Regions from separate parts of the Mus musculus genome. Here all the other regions are linked to region 1. The links are chromatin contacts, called in public HiChIP or PLAC-seq and promoter capture Hi-C maps. All regions are on one chromosome and are shown on one strand. The core of a region is the stretch at or near the end of the contact, and the rest is flanking DNA. Distances in the headings are between cores, read along the strand shown. Region 1 holds the start of Phldb1 (pleckstrin homology like domain, family B, member 1). Region 2 holds the start of Cbl (Casitas B-lineage lymphoma). Region 3 holds the start of Nlrx1 (NLR family member X1). Region 4 holds the start of Scn4b (sodium channel, type IV, beta). Region 5 holds the start of Hyou1 (hypoxia up-regulated 1). Region 6 holds the start of Jaml (junction adhesion molecule like). Region 7 holds the start of Slc37a4 (solute carrier family 37 (glucose-6-phosphate transporter), member 4).

Evidence for each region. Promoter capture Hi-C pulls out the DNA fragments that hold promoters and counts their contacts. HiChIP or PLAC-seq counts read pairs in DNA pulled down with a chosen protein or histone mark. Capture Hi-C pulls out chosen DNA fragments and counts their contacts.
Region 2: a contact with region 1 is called in an HNF4G HiChIP or PLAC-seq map of pancreatic cancer cells. The contact joins the promoter of Cbl here to the promoter of Phldb1 in region 1. A contact is called at or near these places in 2 of 39 promoter capture datasets (both in liver), 1 of 484 Hi-C or Micro-C datasets (the HL-1 cell line), 2 of 115 datasets of contacts at active chromatin or transcription factors (bone marrow-derived macrophages and pancreatic cancer cells) and 2 of 9 other capture datasets (adipose tissue and liver).
Region 3: a contact with region 1 is called in a promoter capture Hi-C map of liver, with 2.8 times the contacts expected there. The contact joins the promoter of Nlrx1 here to the promoter of Phldb1 in region 1. A contact is called at or near these places in 1 of 39 promoter capture datasets (liver) and 1 of 115 datasets of contacts at active chromatin or transcription factors (craniofacial prominence).
Region 4: a promoter capture Hi-C map of stem cell-derived epiblast-like cells shows a contact between it and region 1, with 6 times the contacts expected there. The contact joins the promoter of Scn4b here to the promoter of Phldb1 in region 1. A contact is called at or near these places in 5 of 39 promoter capture datasets (embryonic stem cells and stem cell-derived epiblast-like cells), 1 of 15 datasets of contacts at CTCF or cohesin (embryonic stem cells), 1 of 484 Hi-C or Micro-C datasets (CD4 T cells), 7 of 115 datasets of contacts at active chromatin or transcription factors (T-cell acute lymphoblastic leukemia, effector CD8 T cells, embryonic stem cells and 1 more) and 2 of 9 other capture datasets (embryonic stem cells and liver).
Region 5: an HNF4G HiChIP or PLAC-seq map of pancreatic cancer cells shows a contact between it and region 1. The contact joins the promoter of Hyou1 here to the promoter of Phldb1 in region 1. A contact is called at or near these places in 1 of 484 Hi-C or Micro-C datasets (embryonic stem cells), 2 of 115 datasets of contacts at active chromatin or transcription factors (bone marrow-derived macrophages and pancreatic cancer cells) and 2 of 9 other capture datasets (adipose tissue and liver).
Region 6: a contact with region 1 is called in an H3K4me3 HiChIP or PLAC-seq map of bone marrow-derived macrophages, with 2.6 times the contacts expected there. The contact joins the promoter of Jaml here to the promoter of Phldb1 in region 1. A contact is called at or near these places in 1 of 39 promoter capture datasets (stem cell-derived epiblast-like cells), 1 of 115 datasets of contacts at active chromatin or transcription factors (bone marrow-derived macrophages) and 2 of 9 other capture datasets (liver and pancreatic islet).
Region 7: a contact with region 1 is called in a promoter capture Hi-C map of adipose tissue. The contact joins the promoter of Slc37a4 here to the promoter of Phldb1 in region 1. A contact is called at or near these places in 3 of 39 promoter capture datasets (the HPC-7 cell line, cranial neural crest and neural stem cells), 1 of 484 Hi-C or Micro-C datasets (CD4 T cells), 14 of 115 datasets of contacts at active chromatin or transcription factors (the 230-238 cell line, DN3 thymocytes, bone marrow-derived macrophages and 11 more) and 3 of 9 other capture datasets (adipose tissue, liver and pancreatic islet).

Annotation. Positions count from the first base shown.
Region 1 is chr9:44,733,662-44,736,662 of GRCm38.p6, reverse strand. Phldb1 (pleckstrin homology like domain, family B, member 1) reads left to right here and starts at 1,465. Exons shown (of 22, transcript NM_153537.4): 1 at 1,465-1,538.
Region 2 is chr9:44,232,425-44,235,425 of GRCm38.p6, reverse strand. It overlaps Cbl (Casitas B-lineage lymphoma), which reads left to right and starts at 1,380. Exons shown (of 16, transcript NM_007619.2): 1 at 1,380-1,726. The coding sequence starts at 1,538.
Region 3 is chr9:44,266,584-44,269,584 of GRCm38.p6, reverse strand. It overlaps Nlrx1 (NLR family member X1), which reads left to right and starts at 1,398. Exons shown (of 10, transcript NM_001163743.1): 1 at 1,398-1,605.
Region 4 is chr9:45,137,127-45,140,127 of GRCm38.p6, reverse strand. Scn4b (sodium channel, type IV, beta) reads right to left here and starts at 1,504. Exons shown (of 5, transcript NM_001013390.3): 1 at 1,026-1,504. The coding sequence starts at 1,086.
Region 5 is chr9:44,378,111-44,381,111 of GRCm38.p6, reverse strand. Hyou1 (hypoxia up-regulated 1) reads right to left here and starts at 1,622. Exons shown (of 26, transcript NM_021395.4): 1 at 1,517-1,622; 2 at 502-599; 3 at 203-296; 4 at 1-58. The coding sequence starts at 592.
Region 6 is chr9:45,077,685-45,080,685 of GRCm38.p6, reverse strand. Jaml (junction adhesion molecule like) reads right to left here and starts at 1,503. Exons shown (of 11, transcript NM_001005421.4): 1 at 1,390-1,503.
Region 7 is chr9:44,396,767-44,399,767 of GRCm38.p6, reverse strand. It overlaps Slc37a4 (solute carrier family 37 (glucose-6-phosphate transporter), member 4), which reads right to left and starts at 1,414. Exons shown (of 8, transcript NM_008063.3): 1 at 1,147-1,414; 2 at 287-519. The coding sequence starts at 1,294.

The sequences.
Region 1 (3,001 bases), core at 216-2,715:
AGGTAAAAAGAAGCTGCTTATATCTTGGGACTTTCTGGTGACCACAGTGCACTTGTCACCTCTGTTAGCTAGAGGAGGTGGCAGGTAGGACTCCTTCTCCTCCTCCCTCTTGTTCATTGCTCCACAGTCTCAGGTTTAATCGCCAGCTGTGGATGCCCCCTACTAATGCTAGTTCTGTCAATGAGTGACCAAATTCCTGCAGTTCAGTCTCCTGCCATTCCTGAGAGAGAGAGAGAGAGAGAGAGAGAGAGAGAGAGAGAGAGAACACAGAACAAAAGCCACTGGAACAGAACTGGGTTTGTCCATTCCAAAGAGGACTTTCATTTTAAATTTTCTCCAACCCATCCCATCTGGACCTTAAGCCAGACTTGGGGGCTTCCTGCTTGTTCCTTCACTGAGGAAAAGCCTCTGCCAATCCTTTAGTGCAGGTTAAAGAGGCCCAGTCTAGTCTGAGTTCAGCTCCCATGAGGCCTCCCAGCCGTCTCCTGGGGCAAGAGCAGGCTTTGCAAGGTGCGGCTACACTGTCAGCTTGGATTTCGGGGTGCGGGTTGGACTGCTGAATGACTTCGCCAGGCTGGGCTTATAGACTGCCCCCCTCCCTCTTTTCTTCCTCAAACTCCCACTCTTCAGCCAACCTGGTGTCTTTCTACCCTGCCTCCAGCTCCAGCTGCAACCCAACAATTCTTTAGTGGAGGTGAATGGACAGAGGCAAAAAGGCCGGCTCCATTCAGCTTTCCTGGGTCCTGTGGTTTGCACCACACTTTTTTGTTTGTTTTTGTTTTTTGAGACAGGGTTTCTCTTGTGTAGCCCTGGCTGTCCTTGAACTCATTCTGAGACCAGTCTGGTCTCGAACTCACAGAGATCCACCTGCCTCTGCCTCCCGAGTGCTGGGAAAAAGACCACCATCATTTGGCTTACAGCACACTTTCAACGGACCTTGCCTTCACGTTCATTTCTGAAGCATGGTGTGCAATTATTAAATCGACAACTCTCTATGGTGGGGCTTGGAACAGCAAAGGGTAGGGGCTGACCTGGGTGCCCTCAGTTGATGTTCTGAAAGGAAATTGAGCATCTGTGGTAGGGCTGCGCTAGGACTCATGGGGAGTCAGGGGACGATTCAGGCATCTTGGGTAGGCGGAGGTAAATAAAGAAGTGCTTCGAGGCCCAGAGTGGAGGGTGGTCTAGGAGGGTCGGAAGGGGAGGGTGAGAGGAGAGTTTGCACGGTGGTGGCCCTGGTGGTGGTGGTGGAAAGCCCAGCTGTACAGATGAACAAAGCGGGCGCTGTGCAAGCGGGGGAGGTGCTGCTGTGGGAAAAGCTGGGTGGGGGCCTTGGGCTCCAGCACCACAAGGGCGTCTTCTCTAGCTGGCCAGGCGGACAGGACGGGATGGGGGCGGGGACTCAGGGAAGCGGGGCGGGACAGTCTCCCTCTCCTCCTACTCAGCTGGCTCCAGGGGAAAAGCAACAGAGTCTTCGCCAGCCTGAGGCCGCCGCGGCCCACTTGGGCAAAGGGGCCGGTGTCCCCCCAACTCCCCACAAGGTAAGCGTGCCCCTCCCACTATGCCTCGGGGTTCCATTCGCCGTCTGGCTGAGTCTACAGAAGGGAAAGTCCCCGGGACCAGACGAGACCAGTCTGGCCCAGCGAACTGGGTAGAAAGGTGCGGAAAAAGGGGGCCATGCCAGGTGAGTGCGTTGGCGGAAGGGGCTTTGTGGGCCGCCCTCGGCGAACTGCTTGCTCTTGCCCTCCTGAGTCGTTGCCAGCGCCACCGCCAGAGGGGGCCCTGGTATTAAGTGGAGGAATTCCCCCCCCCCAAGTCTTGCGGGATCTAGATCCTCCTGTGGGCACCCCGATGGCCAGTATCCCACACTTGCAGTCTCGGGTTGGGTACGCGCGCGGGACCTTGTCTACAGCATCGCACATGGTTCCTCTCCACATCAGCAGGACCACAGGAAGGGGGATCCCCTAGGCGTCTCCGCTCTTGTCCTCGTTCCAGCTGCCTGGATGGACTCAAAAAGATGTGGAGTTCAACTCTGAGGCGTGGGAGGGAGTCAGGGAGGGATCCTGGGGTTTCCATGTCTAGGGTCTCCTGGGCACTTTTCCAGGACCCCCGTTATCTATGAGGGTCCCCGGCGACCTGGGATGACTGAGCCGTTGGCTCCCGCTCCGCCTCCGCGGTCTGGATCCAAAAACAGCGCGGAGTTCCCCAGCCGAGGTCGAGCGCCGTCATCGGACTCCCCCGGGATGGGGAAGCGAGGGTAGGCGGCTGGGTGGGGTCGTGGGGCGCGGGGTTGCCCTGGCGCCGCGGACGCTTCCGCCCAGGCCAGCGCAGCGGGGATTTGGCTCGCGACTGCGCGGCCCGGCGGGGGACCCAGTGAGCCGGGGTGGGGCTGCATTCTGGGCCCGTTAGCTCAGCGGTCCCGGAGGCTCCCGGAGACTGACTCATCGCACTTCGGGCTCACTCCACAGCGGTCACACAAACAGAACTGGCCACTAACACGGGCGTCCGCACAGCTCCCACGCACAGCATCCCACGCCTCACCTCCGCGCACCCGCAAGACACGTCACACCGACAGTCCAGTGTCACCCCACGGGTGCACACGTGAATCCTCACATGGGCCTCGACTTCACACACTTAGTCCGCTTCACACCACGCACTCCACGCGCTGGGAAGGGTCGCCCGGGAAGACTGCTCCACTCACGCAACCTCCCCGCACGCACGCACCTCCCTCCACATGCCAGCCCCCTTCCTGCAGCTGCGAGGCCGCCCCCTTTCCCTGCTGTGCAAACAAGCGACTTTTTCTCTCTCTGCCCTGCTGAAGAAAGGCCGCTTGTCCCCGGGGCCGGACGGGCGGGGCTGCCGCAGCAGGCGACCCAACACTGCTGCCTTGTCCCACCCGGTGGCCTGGGGAGGGCCGAGCCTCTGCTGTGGGGAGATCCACGAACCCTGCGGGTTTCCGAGAAGTGCACCTTTCCAGCGTCGCTCCCCAATACTCCTCCACCCC
Region 2 (3,001 bases), core at 131-2,630, 500 kb after region 1:
GGTGGCGCACACCTTTAATCCCAGCACTTGGGAGGCAGAGGCAGGTGGATTTCTGAGTTCGAGGCCAGCCTGGTCTACAGAGTGAGTTCCAGGTCAGCCAGGACTACACAGAGAAACCCTGTCTCGAAAAAAAAAAAAAAAAATGACTGATTTGCAACCCAAAGTTGTGGGACTGAATAATTCTGGTGTTCAGAGACTGTTTTCTTTCTTCAAGTACTGGACAAGTTCAACAACCTACCAGCCAAAGGCTTGGTGGCAGAACTGAGTACTTAATGTCACCAAATGGTTTTGGAGCTAAAAAAATATTAGCAAACCAAGGTTGGGTACTTTCTTCTTCTTTGGAAAAGAAGTTCCTATTTTCAAAGTACTTCTAGTGAAGTCTGAAGATTAGGGAAGTGAAGGTGTCCGGGAGCTGAATTTCTGTTCCCTCCATGCAAGTGGCTCACAGCCTCTGTGGGCGGGGCCTCGTGCCGCCAGCGCATTCCGCTGAGCAATAGAATATCTTTAAAGTACATATTCAGTTCCCAGAAAAGGAATTGCTCTTCAGAAAGAAAAAGATCAAAAGGAAGTTACTTGTTTTAAAAAGGTTAAAAAGTCTGGAAGAAGCGCGTGAGACGCGAGTGTCCTTAACCTTAAACCTTTATGTGACTTAGTCTGCAAAAAGCTGCAGCAACTGAATTCCCAACCTTTGAGGGTTATAAATACCAAGGCGATTTTTAATCCCTGCGCTCGGGAGGTAGAGGCATGTGAATCTCTGTGAGTTCAGAGCCACCCTGGTCTACACAGCGAGTTCCAAGGCAGCCAGGGCTACATGGTGAAACAAGATGGTGGAATAGGGATATAGCTCAAGGTGGGGTACTTGTCTAGGATGTGTGAGGTCGTAGGTTCAATTCCAATCACCACAAAAATAAAAACACTAAGGGGAAGAAAACGAACTTTGGCTTTCTTTTTCCATCTTTCCACAAGATGAGGCAGATAACTCGAAGCTCAATATCCACATTTAGAAGACTCCTTCCATCCCTACCCGTCTTAATCCGAGCACAGCCATGACTCAACTCCCGGAGGCAACAAGCCCAGGCCACAACGAACATGGACGGCCAGGCTTCTCTTCTGCCTAGTGCGCAGGTTCTACCTTGGACCCCACCTCTTTCCTTCCATTCCTCTCTTCTCCAGCAGAGGGCGCAGGCACTGAGTTTTCTTTGGGCTCCGCCCCGCCCGTCCCAGTGGGTCAGGGCGGGAGCAGTGGGCGCGGAAACTTGGTCGAGGCTTTCCGGGAGCCGCGGGGCACGCGGGTGCACGCGAGCTCGTGCGCGCGTTGGGGGTCGCCGCGGCGTGCCGTGCTTGCCCGTCTCCGGCGCGCGCCCCCGCGTTGCGCCGGCCGCGCTCGCGCCCGCGCAGGGGCGCGCCTCAGGGCGGGCGCCTCCCTCTCACTCCCTGGGCTGCGAGCGCCGGCGGTGGTTGCCGGAGAGGCCCCTCCTTCTCGCCCGGCTCCATTCCCTCGCTCGCGGCCGAGCGGGCTCCCGACCCTCCGCTGGCCATGGCCGGCAACGTGAAGAAGAGCTCGGGCGCCGGCGGCGGCGGCTCTGGGGGCTCGGGAGCGGGCGGCCTGATCGGGCTCATGAAGGACGCCTTCCAGCCGCACCACCACCACCACCACCTCAGCCCGCACCCTCCCTGCACGGTGGACAAGAAGATGGTGGAGAAGTGCTGGAAGCTCATGGACAAGGTGAGCGGCCTGCGGGCGCGCGCGGCGCCGGGTGGGCGTGGGCGGTGGGGCGCCAGGGAGGGCTGCCGTTGGCAGTTGGGAACGTTGAGGTGTGGGGGAGCCAGACAAAGATGGGGTGGGGGCTGGGGGAGGGCTGGTCACCGCGCCACCCGGGCGGAAGTGCGATGGGGGTGCGGAGCTTGGGGATGTGGGTCGTCGAGTGAGCCCCGGGAGGTGGGCCTGGGGTGCTGGGGGTGGGATGTGTGTTGGATCTGCCGGCTACGGCTCCGGGTTTGGAAGAGGAGTCGCCCTGGGTGAGGGACTTGGGTTCAGGAGGCGGCCCGGCTGACTGCGGTCAGGGTGAGCTTATAGTTTTTTCTCATTAAGATGTAGCACACAGATCAAAGAAAAAGAGGTGGGTTTAAATGGGGGCAGGGAAGGAAGGAACTTCCCTTCTCCGCTAAGGATGGCTTAAGTTTTTGTCTTGCAAAGTGTTGGATGTAATCCATCGCTGCTGCTGAGATAGGCACTGGTTAAACCACAAGTTCTGGTTAGAACCATTATCTTTCGAAAGGTGGACTGACTGAGCGTGCTGAATTAATAGTCTGACTTCTACAGAACTTCCTGCTTGCTCTCGGTGCTTTTCGCTGGGCTGTAGTGTTTGATTTTTGTAACGGGCCTACCTGCTTATTATTTAAGACCCCTTTGATAGCCATTATAAAATCAGGTGCGGGGGTGGGGTTGCCTATGGTTAGCCCTTTAAGTCTGTCAATCAGGAGAATCTTACTTCCTTACAGTTGAGCCTGTATAATGTAGTCTTGTAGTTGGCCCCAGTACTTAAACGTGAATACACAATCTTGTCTTAACATTTTGTTGGAAGTCAGTGCTCTGTTTCCTTAACTCTTACCACAGTTATTATTTTTTTCAACATTCCTACTGCAGATAAATGTGATTAGGAGGCCCCGGCATGTAAGTGAATGGTGTTATTTCCTCCGGAGTAAATTTGGTTTTCTTTGGTTCCTCTCTGGGCCTAGGTTCCTCTTCTGTAAAGTTCTCTATGGGTTGTTTTGGACTAGAAACAGCCAATAAAATGATTATGAAGCACTTGGCCAATGTAACTGCTATATAAATGCTTAATAAGTCTTGTGTGAGAATTAACACTCTTGCACTCCATACCAGGTTTCAGAGCCACTTTTCCAGGGCTGACCCCCCCCCCCCTACATTAAGTAATTTGAATTGTGGCAGCCCCCCTCCCTGGTCCCAGTTGATATTGCAATTAATGGCATAAGTATGCTG
Region 3 (3,001 bases), core at 149-2,648, 470 kb after region 1:
AATATGTGCAAAAAAATGTTCAGCCGGGCGGTGGTGGTGCACGCCTTTAATCCCAGCACTTGGAAGGCAGAGGCAGGTGGATTTCTGAGTTCAAGGCCAGCCTGGTCTACAAAGTGAGTTTCAGGACAGCCAGGGATATACAGAGAAATCCTGTCTCGAAAAACCAATAAATAAATAAACAAATAAACAAACAAATAAATATGTGTATGGGTATTTTGCATGCATGTGTATTTGTGTACCATATACATGCAGTGCCTGAAGAGGCCAGAAGAGGGCATCAGATCCACTGAGAATGGAGTTACAGATGGTTGTGAGCTGCTGTGTAGATGCTGGGAATGGAACCCAGGCCCTCTGGAAGAGCAGCCAGTGCTCCTAACGGCCGAGCCATTCTCCAATCTTAGAAGAACATCTCTTAAAATGCAAATATGCCCTTTTCCATGCTGCCCAGTGACTTTTTTCATTCTGACTTTTTAACAGCCAGTTCAAATGTCAGAGTCTCTGCTAGAGGCAGGTAGTAATTTTCCTAATAGTTTGCCTCGACTTCTGAAGAAATTCATTGTCAAGTATGGTGGGTCCCTGCATGACTTGCTCTGCTTGGCAGCCCAGGGTGAATGTTCAGTACTGGCCTAACACCACACATGGAATAAATGGACAATCGCCTAGATAAAATTATCACCATTGGCCTTCTGTTCCTATGGAGGGTAGACCACAAAAGCCTCTTCCCAGCCGGCCCTGAGGAGCCTCTCTCTCTGAGTTCTCTACTTCATGTCTGTTCTTTGCACATTGCACACCAGTGTTTGCATGTGGAGGCGTTCCTTGTTTGAAGGTCACTGTCAGCTTGGTTACGAGAACCTTGGGTGTTCCTTGAATGGAAGGGATGAGGGTTGGGGTTTTTAGAACACGGAAGTCCCAAGGCTAAAACCATGACGGGATGTCAGACAGGAAGAACAGGTTGGAGAAGGAAGTTATCTGTCGGTACCCATTCTTCCTTCCTGGCCAAAGTGGTCAGAGGCCCCCCTCTAGAGTCTTGGGACTGAATAACACAGAAGGGGAGGATCCAAGAAGGGCTGTCTTCTGCCTGGAGGTAAGCTACGTTTGTGAGCAGGAAGGGAAGTCATTATGCTCTGGGGATGAGTACCTAAGTGTAAGGAAGGCCTAGACCGGAGCTTTTCTTCTGAATCATCTACTTCCAACAGGGACGACCTGCGCCCGAGTCATTTTCTCTTCCACGCTTCCGTGTCTTCATCTGTAAAATGGGCTTCATCAAGTCCAGACTTGGAGGTGGATGAGGTCATCGGCTGGGCCTGACGCTTGGGAACCTGCAGGGGGCAGTACGGGAACCTGGGCCCTGGGAAGACCGGGTGGGGCCGGAGTCTCCGCCCCGCGCCAGCACCCCATTCCCCCTTCTGCGGGTCTTTGCTCAGTGCCCTCCAGTGTCCAGACCGGGCGGGGTGCCAGAGTGGGCCGGGCTGCGCGCTGGCTGGCGGGCGGAGGCGGCCTAGACGCGCCGTGCCGAGCGAGCCGGGGAAGCTCGGAGCCAGCGGGAGACGCAGGCCTCCTTCCCTCCGGGCCACGGCGACGGGCACCAGGGCCTAGGCAACCTGGGTAAAGGCCTAACTGGGTCGATCGCTCCTCCGGCCCCCGGCTGGACGGCTGCGCTGGGCCCCGGAAGCAAGAGCCGGGCAGCTGGGTCGCGGGAGCGGGCAAGTGGCACTGGGGATTCTGCCGGAGCTTGGGCGCTGAATACAGGCCTACTGGCAGCTTCACTTTGCCCCCCCGCCCCCAAGCCAAGTGGAAGTGGGAAAGCTATTTGGGACCCAGTTTGGTGGAAAAGCTCCGCAACTTCTGTTGCATTCCTTCTTTTGATTAGTGCCATGACAACTGCTCGATTAGAGAATTATCCTAGACCCTGCACGTCTTATCTTGACTCAGTGGACCTGGGGCTGATTGATGTCAATCCTGGGATTTGTCAGGTTTTCAGGACCTTTCTCTAATCCCCAGGTCTCCTGTTTCCAGCCCACTCAAGACCTCAGCCAGCTCCTGCTCTGGCTAGTTGTGCTCAGTGCAGCCTCTTCCTAAGTTTGCTTCCCTTCTGCCCTAGCGGCAGTGAGGGAGGCCACGCCAGCCTAGCCACATATGCATGTCAAGGAGCTGTGGGATGGGGTGGGCCAGAATAGACTCCTTGGGAAAGAGTACCTTGAGCAGTATCTTCAAAGAGTGTCTGGGATTCTGATAAAGTAAATGCTAACCAAAGTATAGGGACTGAGTTAGGAAGGTGAGAGCAAGAATCCAATAGTAGTCTTGGAGGATGAGGTGTGGGCTGGGGGCAAACCTGGAAAAATAGCTTGTGTGGGCCTGGGTTTCATAGCTGTCAAGTAGCTTAGGAGTTTAGGGAGCTGATTTCTGCAGGGGATGAGGGAGTGGAATAGGCCAACAGTGGAGGCACAGAGGACTTGAGGAAGTAGGGTTTTGTAAGGTCTGGAAGGATCTCTCTGAAATGATGAAATGAAGAGGCTGGCAAAAACCAGTAGGGAGAGATCTGTAAGACTGCCACCGCTGCCTGTGGGGGAAGGCTTCGAATAAAGAGCAAGGGAATAGTGTGTGAATCCAGGGCTTGGGGGAGCTCTGCCACAAAGTAAACAGAGGAGGGGGGCTGACGAGGCCAGGTTGGCATGGCTGAAGTGTGAGGCAGAGGCGGCACATCCTTGTGTCAAGCAGGAAGTTCATTCACACATCCATTTATTATTTATGCCAGCCTTACAGGCAGCTTACATAAAAGTCAGAGAGATGATAAAGTGATACAGCCATTAAAACTCAGCCGTGGCACAAAAGCAGACGGAAATGAATAAGGATGAGTGGGGGAAAAAAGCCAGGCTCAGAAAAGGCCTGCGAGTGAGCACAGGGCTCCTATCTGAGCTTGCTAGCAGTCAAGCAAAAATAAAACCTAAAAGCAGATGATTGGGCTGGATCTCGGGGCAGAGGCAGCTGTGAAACTCCAGTG
Region 4 (3,001 bases), core at 255-2,754, 400 kb before region 1:
TGATGGGTACGCATAGGACAGATCTGCACGTGAGTTCCAGGCGCAAGAGCAGCAGTGGCTTCCTATAAGAGGCCTGTGCCCCCTGCTTCCAGCACAGATACCTCCACCATGTGCCTGATCCAGTGGGGGGTGGGTGGGTGGGTTATGCTGTCAAAAACCAAACTTGACTTTATATAAACAGGAAGAGGCACAGGTGCCAGAGACGGAGTCAGCTTACATTGGAAGTCAGGCTGTGTAGAAGATTAGATTCTGGTCTGGACTAATAAATACCATTGCTTAATCTCTTGGAGTTTGACACTCAAAACCATCATGTGAATATTAATAGATAGCCATAAGAGTCTATACCCTCTGTGTCCTCTGGGCCTGACTCCTCTCTCTTCCCAGCCTTCCCCAAAATGAAAAGCCAGTAGCAAGCCAAACAGGTCTTTCCCCAAAGAAACCCTTTAAAGGAAGAGGGACAAGGACCTTCTGAAAAGGTGGCCTTTGAGTGGTCCTCTGGGTTCTTCTAAGTCCTTCCAGCATTTGAAAGAGTGGCAATGGACACCAGAAAGGAAGAAGTGGGGAGAACCTGGCGAAGAGTCGGGAGGGAGACCCTCGTCCCCCATTGGAGCATTTCCTGCTGCCAGGGAAGCAAGCAAGTCAATAGTACTAGGCAAGAGCGGCAGACACCGCTACACCTGCAAACTCCCTGGAGCCCCCACACTCAAGGCAGTAGACACCCCAGCCCCCACCCCACCAGCATGCCTTAACTCCGGTCTCAGGAGGATTTCCCTGCTGCAGCTCCAACACCTAGCTCCAAAAGGCATCAAAGAAAGCAAGAAACTCACTGCCCGGGTGGCAGGGGTTGGGGAAAATGCACAAGGTTCCCAGGGAACATAGTCTTAAAGCTAAGGGTCCGGAGGAAGACCGGCATCCCAATCATTTGGTGCCACCTTGTCTAAGGCACTTCTCTTCACCTCCTTCAGGATGGGGTGGGGTTAAGAAAGAGGCGAGAGAGAGAAATGACAAAGCTGGGGCTATCTTACCCAAAAGCCCAGTGCCCAGCCATCTCGCCTGAGTATTGCCTCGGTTCCCAGCCCGGGACATGGTCCTGTTCTCTCTGGAGCGCTCCGGGGGCTTGGGATGGAATAGTGGGGACAGCCGGGCTCTCCACCCGAGGTCGTCTGTGGGCCCCGCAGCTGCCAGGGGAGCTCCGAGCCGCGGGTCGGGGCTCCGGAAAGTTAGCCGCGAGAGAGCGAGACGAGGGGGAGACCAAGGAGGGGGAGGCGCGCCCGCCGCCTCTTGGAGCCGGCTGCAGGAGCCGGGGCTGGAAGGGGGAGGAGGAGCCGGAGCTGAAGGGAGGACGCCGGGGCGAGCGGCACTGCGATGCGCCTCTGCTCTGGAAGCGCTCCAGCCGCAGGAGGGGCGGCGTCCCCGTCGGTTTCGCACAGTGCCCGTTGCGCCGTGTATCACGGCCGTAGGGTCCAGCCTGGGCAGCCCTCTTCCTCTCCAGCGGGACGGGAATGCTGCGGCTTGGCACTGCAGGGCCAGCCCGCAGACGCCCGCATCATCCCAAGCGCCGAGCTGCCAATTAGGAGAAGAGTTCACGGGGGAGTAGAGGTGGAGCTTTTAGGTTTGTTGGAAGGCTGTTTTTGTTCCGCTCAGAGAACACGAGTAAGGGCAGCGGCTGCCTCTCCGGGGACCGCCGGGAGGACATCCGCAGCGGGCGCTGCCGCAGCCGGTGGGCGTGTGCCGGCTTGCCCGCTGCGGACGACCGGTACAGCCCTGAACCAACACGCGTCGCCTCCAGCCGCGCCGCTCATTCGCTCTGCGGATGGCTTTTAGGCTGTGGCAAACCTAGTTTCCCCTGCAAAGTCTCCTGCACGCCGCCCACCAACCCATTTCTGCACAGACTCTTTGCTTCTTAGAGGGTTGGCAGGCAGTCACTTGGAGACAGCGTGCTTTGCCCCCAGCGCGGGGAGGCGGGGGTGGGGAGGCAACCGTAAACACCAAGAAGGTCCCCCCTCAAGACCTCTAGTCAACTACTCAAGCTACCCTCCAGGACAAATCCTCCTCACTGTCCGGAGACCAGTTAAACCTTGGAAATACACCCTCCACCTCGCCACACCCTCCACCCATCTTCCAACCCGGAGTTCCTGAAAGGCTTCAGCGCCATAAGAGACCATTGAGGTTGTATACAGAATGTTAACTGTCTGCGGGGAGAACCTTGTTTTCTTTTGCTTCGTTGGTTGTCATGGTAGTTGAACAGCTCTGATGCCCTGTGTTTGCTGCTGGAGAACTCTGAACAAAGCACACAACTTTTCTGGAGAATTCTGCTGTCTGCTGGATGGTGACCCCATGATATTTACCTCCTGATGCAAAATAGCATCATCCTCAATGCTAGGCAACAGGGAGGGCAGCCCTGGGCTCCTAGTTTTAGGGGACCTCATGCTAGCCCATGAGTCCAGGGAACACACCTCCTCTGAGTTCTAAAGGGTTCTGGGGATCCAAGAATCTAGTGTTTCCCCTAGGGGTTGCTGAGTTGGACTCCTCTTGGATAAGTTTGATAAGCAGGTGGGTGGTTCCTGAGTGGAACCCCAGTCGCTGCAGGACCAGTCACAAAAGCAAGATGACTGGGGAAGAGTCTGAAAAGAAATCCCATCTTCTAGGCCACCATGGAAAAGCAGTCAGAGGCCGAGGATGGGAGATAAACTTTACTTAATGATCCTGAGTTGCTGTTCCTGCTGTCATTGCTGTAGTGGTGGTGGTTTTGAGACAGGAGTTCTCTGTGTAGCCCTGTAGGCCAAACTGTCCTGGAACTCAGAGATCGCCCTGCCTCTTCTTCCCCTTCCTGAGTGCTGGGATGAAAGGTGTTCTCCACCACGCCTCTATCCTGATTTATTACCTACATTGAGACTTGTGTGCCTTTTTGCACCTGTATCTTGCACCAGGCCTTTCCAACATTAGAAATAGAACTGGATGTAAAGACTCAGAGAGATAAAGACGTGTTAGCACGCTTGGC
Region 5 (3,001 bases), core at 373-2,872, 360 kb after region 1:
TAAAAACCTTTCATTTTCTTTCAAGGTCACAGTCACTGGAGTTTTCCTCCGAGATTCCCTAAGAAAAAGCAGCATTAGCCCAGCTGCCTGCAGCAGACTATGAAGCCAGACGCCACCAGATCTCATACGGGGGCTCAGCCATCACAGTCTGAAGTGGGCACTATAAATTATAAACACACCCCTGACCCAGATCTACTCTTACTTGTTCAATACAATCTCCATGGGCACTCCAGGCTTGACAATGGCCACCTTCATGGATTCACTGCCCAGGTCTACAGACATCACAGCCAATGTGTCTGAAGGGAAGACAGAATGTAGGTTTCTCTGTCAGTTCTCTGCTTCCCACACCCTCCTGCCTTCCTAAGGCAAATCAATGGAAGCAGCCTGCTTTCCATGGCAAAGACAAAGAAAAAGGCTAGATCCAGCAACCCCAAACTCGAGTAGGCACCTTGTGCCCTCTTATCCTTCCATTCTTCTTTAACACCTTAGCCAGGTACATACCGCTCAGTGCCAACAGGTCTGCCAAGAGGACAGCCACCAAGGCCCAACAGAGTAGCCTCCTTGGCCTCTGCCTTCTTACTGTGGCTGCCATTGTGACCCTAATGGGAAAGGAAAAACACTTGTAACTGGATGCTGAATGAAGAAGGAAACAGAACCACATCCCAGAACAGACAAGCTCAAAGATTCTTATCTGTTGCACTTTGGCAAAAAAGCACAGCAGCTCGACCTCTTCTCTTCCTTCCTGAGGAGTTTCAATCATTTTAAACATCCTCCCAAGTGTCTCACATTCGGGCCGAAGCAAAAGGGCCCTCCACCACTTACTTAGACAAATAAGAGTTGACCTTTTTTCGGTCTACGTACAGGTAAGCAATCGGCACACCACAGCACTGTACCTGTCAGACACCTGGAGCTTGGCCAGGACCCTCGAAATCGGCTCAAATACCTCACACCTGGGGTTCCCGGGTGGCCGGGAAAGCCAGGTTGAGCTTGGGCAGGAACTGGAAGGTGATGACGTTGGGGATGGCTGGCACAGAAGGGTTTGTCCCCTTCTCTGAATTCCCTGAGCATTGTCCAGCCCACCCTCCTTGCCCATCCCACTCCTGGGCCACGCTGCCTACGCAGACGTTGTGCAGGCTAAGGTTACAAGCCGGGTGGATGTTCACCTAAACCTCACCTGACGAAGGTGGAAGATCCCACTCCCAGAAATGGATTCAGGCCCACCCTGAGCGCGAGGGGGCAGCTCAGCGCCTGAACTTCAGGACCGAAGGGACCGGTGTCCGTGCGGCCCTCGCTCCGGCTACCGGCCCGCCCCCGAAGCTAGCACGCTGCCTCCCCTAGGAGCCGCGGCCCGACGGCTGCTCCATCCTCACCCCCGCTCCCTCTGGCCTTCAGCTCCTGTGTCCTTCGCTCCGGGATCAAGGCGGCGAGGACGTACCCACACGGCCAGCAGCACGACCCCAACCCCGGGCCCTTCACAACTCCCCTTCGTTTGCAAACTGTTACAGTGGCCACCAACCTCTCAGCGGCGTCTCGCGCACCAGCCGGCCCCGGACGCGGCGCACGCTCATTGGCGCCCCTGCCGCTCGGCCCTGCGCCGCGCACTTAGCACCGCCCACGAGACCCGGCGCGAGACCCCATTGGTCCACGTAGAAGACCCGCCCCTCTGCGGCCCCGCCCCTCGAGGACGCAGCTGGGCCTGAGTACCGGTTGGGACGAAACTGCCAGAGCTGGCTGCGGATTGGGCCACGTCACGGTTCGCGGCCGGGTTACTCCTCGCGGGACTTCTGCCAGCATCGGTGCCGGACGCTTCGATGCGGAACCCTAGCGGAACCCCGCGTGGGAGCAGGTGCTCTCGTGGATTGCGAAGTCCTTGGCCTTCTTCCGGTTACCTGGGGCATCCGCGCGACGGAATCATACTGAGCTGCATTCGCTGCGGCGACGCGGAAGAGGCGCATGCGTGTGCCCTGGACTTGGGCAAGATAACAGGGGACCACTCCAACTTTATGGGTTCATTGAAAAACCTAAGCCACAAGAATGATGTTCGCTGATGGGCCGGAGATAAACCGTGTTTGTGACGGATTGGCTTTAACTCTGAACCCCAATAGTACGAGAGACGATATTGCAAACTAAAAAATAAGACTTTAATTGGCTTGACCTTTGGTACCGTCATTGTTTCTTCTTAGGAATGGTTCAGGGCTGGGAAAATAGCTCAGAGATACAGCTCTTGTCTGGCGTAGTTAAGGCTCTGGATTCCATCAACAACACCGTTCAAAAATTAAGAAAAGAAATGAGTATTCGGGCTGGTGAAATGGCTCAGTGGGTAAGAGCACTGACTGCTCTTCCAAAGGTACGGAGTTCAATTCCCAGCAATCACATGGTGGGTGGCTCACAACCACCCATAATGAGATATGATGCCCTCCCTCTTCTAGTGTGTCTAAAGACAGTGTACTTACATATAATAATAAATAAATCTTTTTTTAAAAAATGAGTATTCATGTGATGTAAAGATTAGGAACGGACTGGTGGTGGTGGCCTTAATCTTAGCACTTGGGAGGCAGAGGCAAGCAGATCTCTACCTGCTTGAGGCCATCCTGGTCTACGGAGCAAGTTCCACAACAAACAACCAAGGCTACCCAGAGAAACTCTGTCTCAAAAACGAAACCAACCAAACACACACACTGCTACCCAGAGAAAAGATTTATAAATAAAAGTAAGTCCCCTGACACAACCTCCCACTCTTATCTGTAGCATGATATGTAACTTCCTGCTCATTATGATACACATATCTCTTTCTAGAAAAGTAACATTTTTCGAACAATAACAAAAAAAGCAATTATTTGCTATTTTTCAACTAAGAATTTTCTGTGTCAGTGGGATTTCCCTCGTTACTACTGTACAACATTGTGTACAACAGTGCATAATGTGGGCTTTATCTGCCAGTGATAGATGTGTAAGTTGTCGATTCTGTTGAGTTTCGCTTTTTTCATTTTGTGTGTGCTGT
Region 6 (3,001 bases), core at 254-2,753, 340 kb before region 1:
TTAAGATGCTGCTAGGTTATATAATCGTATAGGACTCCTGTCTGTGCATTGTCAACTAAAATGTTACTTAGCACATGACTACACACACACACACACACACACACACACACACACACACACACACACACGTATATTTTAAAACATATGATTCTCCAAAATTCTGAATTCTAAACACACACAAATGAAATCTTGGCTTTTAAAATCCCAGCAGACGTACTCAGAGTCGCCTTGCCTGTTAAGCTATCCTCCCTACCCTGCTCCCTTTCTGGGTACTGACTTAGCTCAGCAGACAACCTTCAGGTGATACCACACAGTCAGTCATTTCCCTTGCTGGCAGAGCATCTGACCCAAGCTCAAGGCTCCTCCACAGTGACTCCTGGCAAAAATCTCCTATCAGTCCTAGGGTGTGTGCAACCACCAGGAACTCTTTCCTACAATTAACAATGAATAGAAACTTTCCCCCTGGGTATAATTATGGCAGTGGAGGGAAGCTTCCGAAAAGAGACTTGTAACAATGAGAATGCCACACAGAATATGAAAATGGCCCTCAGATATGACAATATTGCAAGACAATGGGAGAGCGGGGACTGTCTCCTAGCCATTTGCCCCGGTAATAACCAAGACCATAAAATCAGACAACTGTGTGACATTCTTAAGCACGCCCCTCTCCGCTGCCATGCTAAGTCCCCTGCTCGTTCCTGTGCACTTTTGGGCTCTCAGAAATTTGTAAGTTCACAAGTCCTCATAGCCACCCTGCGTGATACAAACCTCTTGAAATATGCCCTTGACTTTCCCTCTAAGACCAAGTAATACAGATTGGGTGGAGGGGTGCTTCGTGGCTTCTGAAACACAACCTAGGTTACATGTACTCAGATGGGACCTTGGGAACATCCCTCCCTGTTCCCTCCAGCCCAGCATGCATCTAGTCACCATCCGGCCTGCATCTGCCTTTCTGGAGGCTATGTCAGGGTGTGATGAGTAAAGACAATAAATAGTCCGAGTCTCTTGGGAAACTGCCTTGGTGACGTATCCAGATCAGGGAGAAAACAGTGAGGTAGGAGTCCTGCCATGAGCTCAAAAGCAGTCACGATTCTGTCTCAAGCCATCGGCAACAGGAAAGCTAGACCTTCTAAACAACCCCGTCCGTGCTTACCACAAGCAAGGCTTACTTCTTTCTCTGAGAACCTTCACACAAAGTACACTACAGACACTAAAGCTGCACCTACTGGTCTACCTCACAGCAGCCCACCTGCAGAGACCGGGAATTCCATGCACGGCCTCCTCATCCTACAGCAATGCCCATCTCACCACCCTTCCTTTGAATGACAACTGGCCATCTCCTCAGAACAGCTCAAAGAACGGCTCACAGCACACAAAGTCACTGCTTACCCAAGATGACAGTGCCCAGGAAGAACAGTCCACCGCGATCTCCTGCCACAGCATCGCCCACACCAACTGAGAGACTTCTGCCAGCACAGGAGATCAGGCTCAAAGCAACACAGATGTGCATGCCTTCTGTGGTGGCTGCGGAAACAGAAACAGGAACCTCCCAATCAAGGCTCTCCATTCAATCATCTAGGTCACTGCTCAATTTGCATTTATATTTCCATTACTTTTAAATTATGGGTTTTTTTTTCAATTTTACAAATGGTATTCAATGTATTGTGATGGTCATATTCACCCTCATCACCCTCTCTTATTCCCAGTTCATCCCTGCTGATCCTCTTCCCAGCTAGTCCTATGCTTGCTTGTGTGTGTGTGTGTGTGTGTGTGTGTGGTGTCTGTGCATAGAGGGTGCACTGTGCACCTATGTGTGCCTGTGTATATGCATGCATGCATGTATACATGTGTGTGCCTGTGTGTACAGTGTGTGGGCATGCTACTGTGTGGTGTATGTACATGCATGTGCGCTGATGTGTGTATGTGGGGGTGATGCCTGTGTACATGTGTACATCTTTGCCTATGTGTGTGCCTGTGTGTGGTATGTATGTGAGCTTGAGTGTGCCTATGTGCCTGCAGTGTGTGTGTGTGTCCCAGTGTGTGTCTATGTGCATTGTTCATTTGTGTGTGTGTGTGTCCATGTGTGCCTGTGTATGTGCATATATAAGTCTTCTGCAGGTAGCCACAGCTGCTGTGTGGACATGATTACCAGGGCCATGTCCTATCCAGAAGCACGGCATCCCTGTCTTCTGGCTTTGACATTCTGCCTCCTCTTCTGCGATGTCCTGGAACCGTGGAGGGGTTGACACAGTTGTCCTACTTGCAGTATGTATAGTTTTTTTCTAGAAGGAAAGACTTGCAGCTCACTCAGGTGAGCCTCATATCTCAGGTCCCTGCAGATGTCACCTCCCTTCTGGATTACAAACTCTGCAAGCAAGATCTCAAATCAGCCAGGCCTAGTGGTGTATGCTGGACATCTCAGCACCCAGAAGGCTCAGGCAGGAGGAGCCAGCCTGGACTACACTGTGAACCCCTTATATCTAAACAACAACAAAACAACAACAAAAATCTTGACTGGCAAGAGGCATTTGCTGAGAAATCAGCTTTATGTAAATAAAGCACAATTACTTGGAGAATAGAAAACTTGAGGCTGTGTTTCGGACACAGAAGTTTCACTTCTTCTTCTCTTACTGTACAGATGCAGCCTGGCTGATTGATCACCTTTAGCTGCTTCCAGAGATTCCCCTGGCCAGTGCTCCGCCCACCATGTTGCTGTATAGGTTTCCTCCGACTGTGAGGGTTGCCATCATACAGAGAGCAAGCTGTTCTCCTAGCAGACCCTTTGAGTGGCTTGGCCATCTTGGGGAACAACTCAGGCCATCCTGAATGCCAGATCCTTCTCTTTTTCAATCATCCCTTCAGACTAAGCGTTCTTATACATACACATCCATCCCTTGTTCTATGGATTGACCCAGTAGAACAAAGCCTGGGTAATGCTCATCTTTTGAAATTTGTCCTGTCCTGGAAACTGTTGAATGTTTTCTGGCCCCAAGGACTATGC
Region 7 (3,001 bases), core at 165-2,664, 340 kb after region 1:
TGCCTGGCTTAGAGGCCACACAGAAGGAGCAGCTCGAGTGTGGCAGACCTAGACACTCACATTACAGGGATGAGGGAAGAGTGCTTCTACTTGGCGGAGCCCAGTCCCTCGTCTGCCACCCGATCCCACCACCCTCAGGCTCCTAAAATATCCCAACAGCAGCAGGAGCTGGCAGGGAACTCCTAAGGAACCTGCTATGGGTTAGGGGTGGAAGGGTTGTGTAAGAAGAGGTGCTCCCAAGTGCCCACTGGGTGCCCTCCCCCTCAGGCTCATCAGATGCACTCACCTTCCTCAGGATCTTCCCACAGGGGGGCCAGCCCAGCCCCTGTGCCAGACCATTAAGAAACCAAAGAGCAGCAAAGGCTGACACTGTGGAGCTCCATGAGAAGACTACGTTGACCAGACCAACCAGGAGCAGCCCAGAGGAGAAGAGCCAGCGGGCGCTCATCTGATCTGACAGAACCCCGCTCACAAACTTGCTGATGGCGTAGGCTGCCGACTGGCTGCTTGTGATGAGCCCTGCAGCGAAGGGGAGCAGGGAGCAGGACACCTGAGGGGTTAGGGACAGGGCAGAGGCACAGGAGGGGCGGAGGAAGGTAAGGGGTCAGGTGTGTACAGGTGCCTGGCAGGGTGAGACAGGTTCCTTCCCGGATTTGACACTCTCCTGCCTGCTGAGCCGTGCATCACAGGCCCAGGCTGACTTGGACCTTCTCAGCCTCTTGGATTTCTTTCTTTCTTTACCCCTGGAATATGCAGTTCCCACCTCACTCTGAATGCTCGCCAAAAGCCCAAACACGTCTGAATGCGAAGGACTCTAGAGTCAAAGATCTTATTCCCCCTGGCAGGTAGCACGCAGGACACATCAAATCATGGTGCTACTCTCCCAGTGTTCACCGTGACCTGCAGGTGCAGCATGCACGAACAGGTGTGAAAACCTTGCTACCCGCTCCCAGTAGCACCTCCTGGGCACGTGTGGGTGCCAGGCATATACACCGGCTAAGCACTGGTTTCACATGTACACCCACACCCAGGCACATGGAGCTCAGCCTCTCCACCTGATACAAGCTTGAAACCCCCCATGCTTGGACAAACCATACTCCAAATGGTGTATCCCACAGCCCACCACCCTGCCCTTCCATGGCTTACCCAAATCGTCCTTGTCCAGAGCGATCTCATCCACCAAGGAGGGCATGACAAAGGAGAAGGTTTTGCGGTTGAAATAGTACAGGCTGTAGCCTCCAAACATGGCCGCAAATATGACAGTGCGATAGTAGCCGTAGCCTTGGGCTGCCATGGTAGAAAAAGCTGGCCCTGCTGGCCCACTCCAGTACTTCTGACCACAGATTCTTGACTGCTCCTGCTTGCAGCTAGCTCTCTTTAGTGCCTGGATCTGCTGAGCTGTGTTTTTCTGTGCGCTTTCTCTCTCCTCCACCCAGGCTCTTTATAGCCGCCTTCTGGACAATCATTAAGCCTGGGGCAGCAACCAGGGAACCCAGTGTCCTGAGAGAGACAAGAAAACAGGTTACTGAGAGCCAAACCGGGGGAGGAGAGGGTCCCCAGGACTGCTTGCCCTTCCCTCCTTTCCCAAGTCTTCTTGCCTGTGAAGCCAGCTGTGATTAAAGGCTCAGCCTAATTACTTTTGTCTGCACAAGCCCAGGGGAGGCTCGGGTAGGATGAGCAGAGCAAGCTCTCAGTATAGCCCTACTCCCTTGGTCAATGAACTTTCTCATTCTCTCAGGTTCCTTTGCGGTGCCAGGCTGCCGGACATTGTGAAAGGCACTAGATCGGTTCCTACCCCCCAGGTTCATTCAATCAACCACATACCTTAAAAACAACCCCACACCCACTGCTGAGCCTTCACCAAATGCTTAGCACACAATGGAGTACAGTTTCCTAATAGGTATCCCCTTCATTGGGGGATATATTTCTTGAACTCCTCATGGTGGTAGGGAACAGCGCATACACTTTCCTTATACACACAGTGATAAAAGGTAGATACATAAATTAGACCTAGTAAGTAAATAGTAAAACACAATGAGGCACCATAGTAAAAGTTTCTTAAAGCCTATCGTTTATTTCTGGAATTTCCCATTCTCCTTTTTCCACTAAGGCTGGCCTCTGTCACTGAAATGTGCAAGGAACAACAGTAGGTAAGGAGCGAGATAACTGCAGTAGTTGCAAAATTAAACGGGGGGACAAGCCCCTCAGTTCACCCTGCAATGACACGCAGAAGGCGCGCCTAGGGCTTAGGTCTGGATGAGACCCCCTTGGAACTGCCTCTGGATCCCTATTACCCTGCGACATCAGTAGGGGGTCCGTACTGCGGGGCTGTGGGTCCCCGAAGCACGCCACCGCAGCTTTCTGCTCCGCTGCACAGCCGCTGGAGCACAAGGCGTAGGCGAGAGAAGCCGCACGTAGCCTCGGGAGGCCCCTCGCTCTGGCAGCCTAGGCTCTGCCAGTCAGGATGGGCAGGCGGCGCCGCTTGCCACCTGCCGAGCACCCCGTGTCCTCAAGCCACCCGGGACACCCGACTCCTGGCTGGGAACTGCGGGTCCTGGGGACAGGAGCAAGAGAGCTGCGGAGACTGTGCGCTGCAGCCACGAGGGCACCGCATCTGCAAGAGCGCTGTCCCTGGGCCGTGGAACTGTCGCCATCCCGGAAGGGCAGTCACCCGGACAGCCTCCGGCGTAGTCGGAAGTCAGGGGAGCCCCAAGGTCCCAGACTTGCCCTCTAGTCCCGCCCTCACTGACGCCCCTCCTTCGCATGCCACCCCTACCTGGACGGAGGCGGTAACCCCTAGTGGGATGGGGCGGGACTCGAGTAAGGCTGGTGCGCATGCACAGAGTTGGGCGGACTACTGTCCACCCTGGGATGGAGACGTCATCCTGCCTGTCAAGCAGCTTCCAGTGAAAGGACAGTGCCGCTTATAGGCTGAGCACCACATGACCTATTACGTTTCGTCGATCAGTGTCTATAGAGTGCCTCCTGTTAGGGTGCAGAT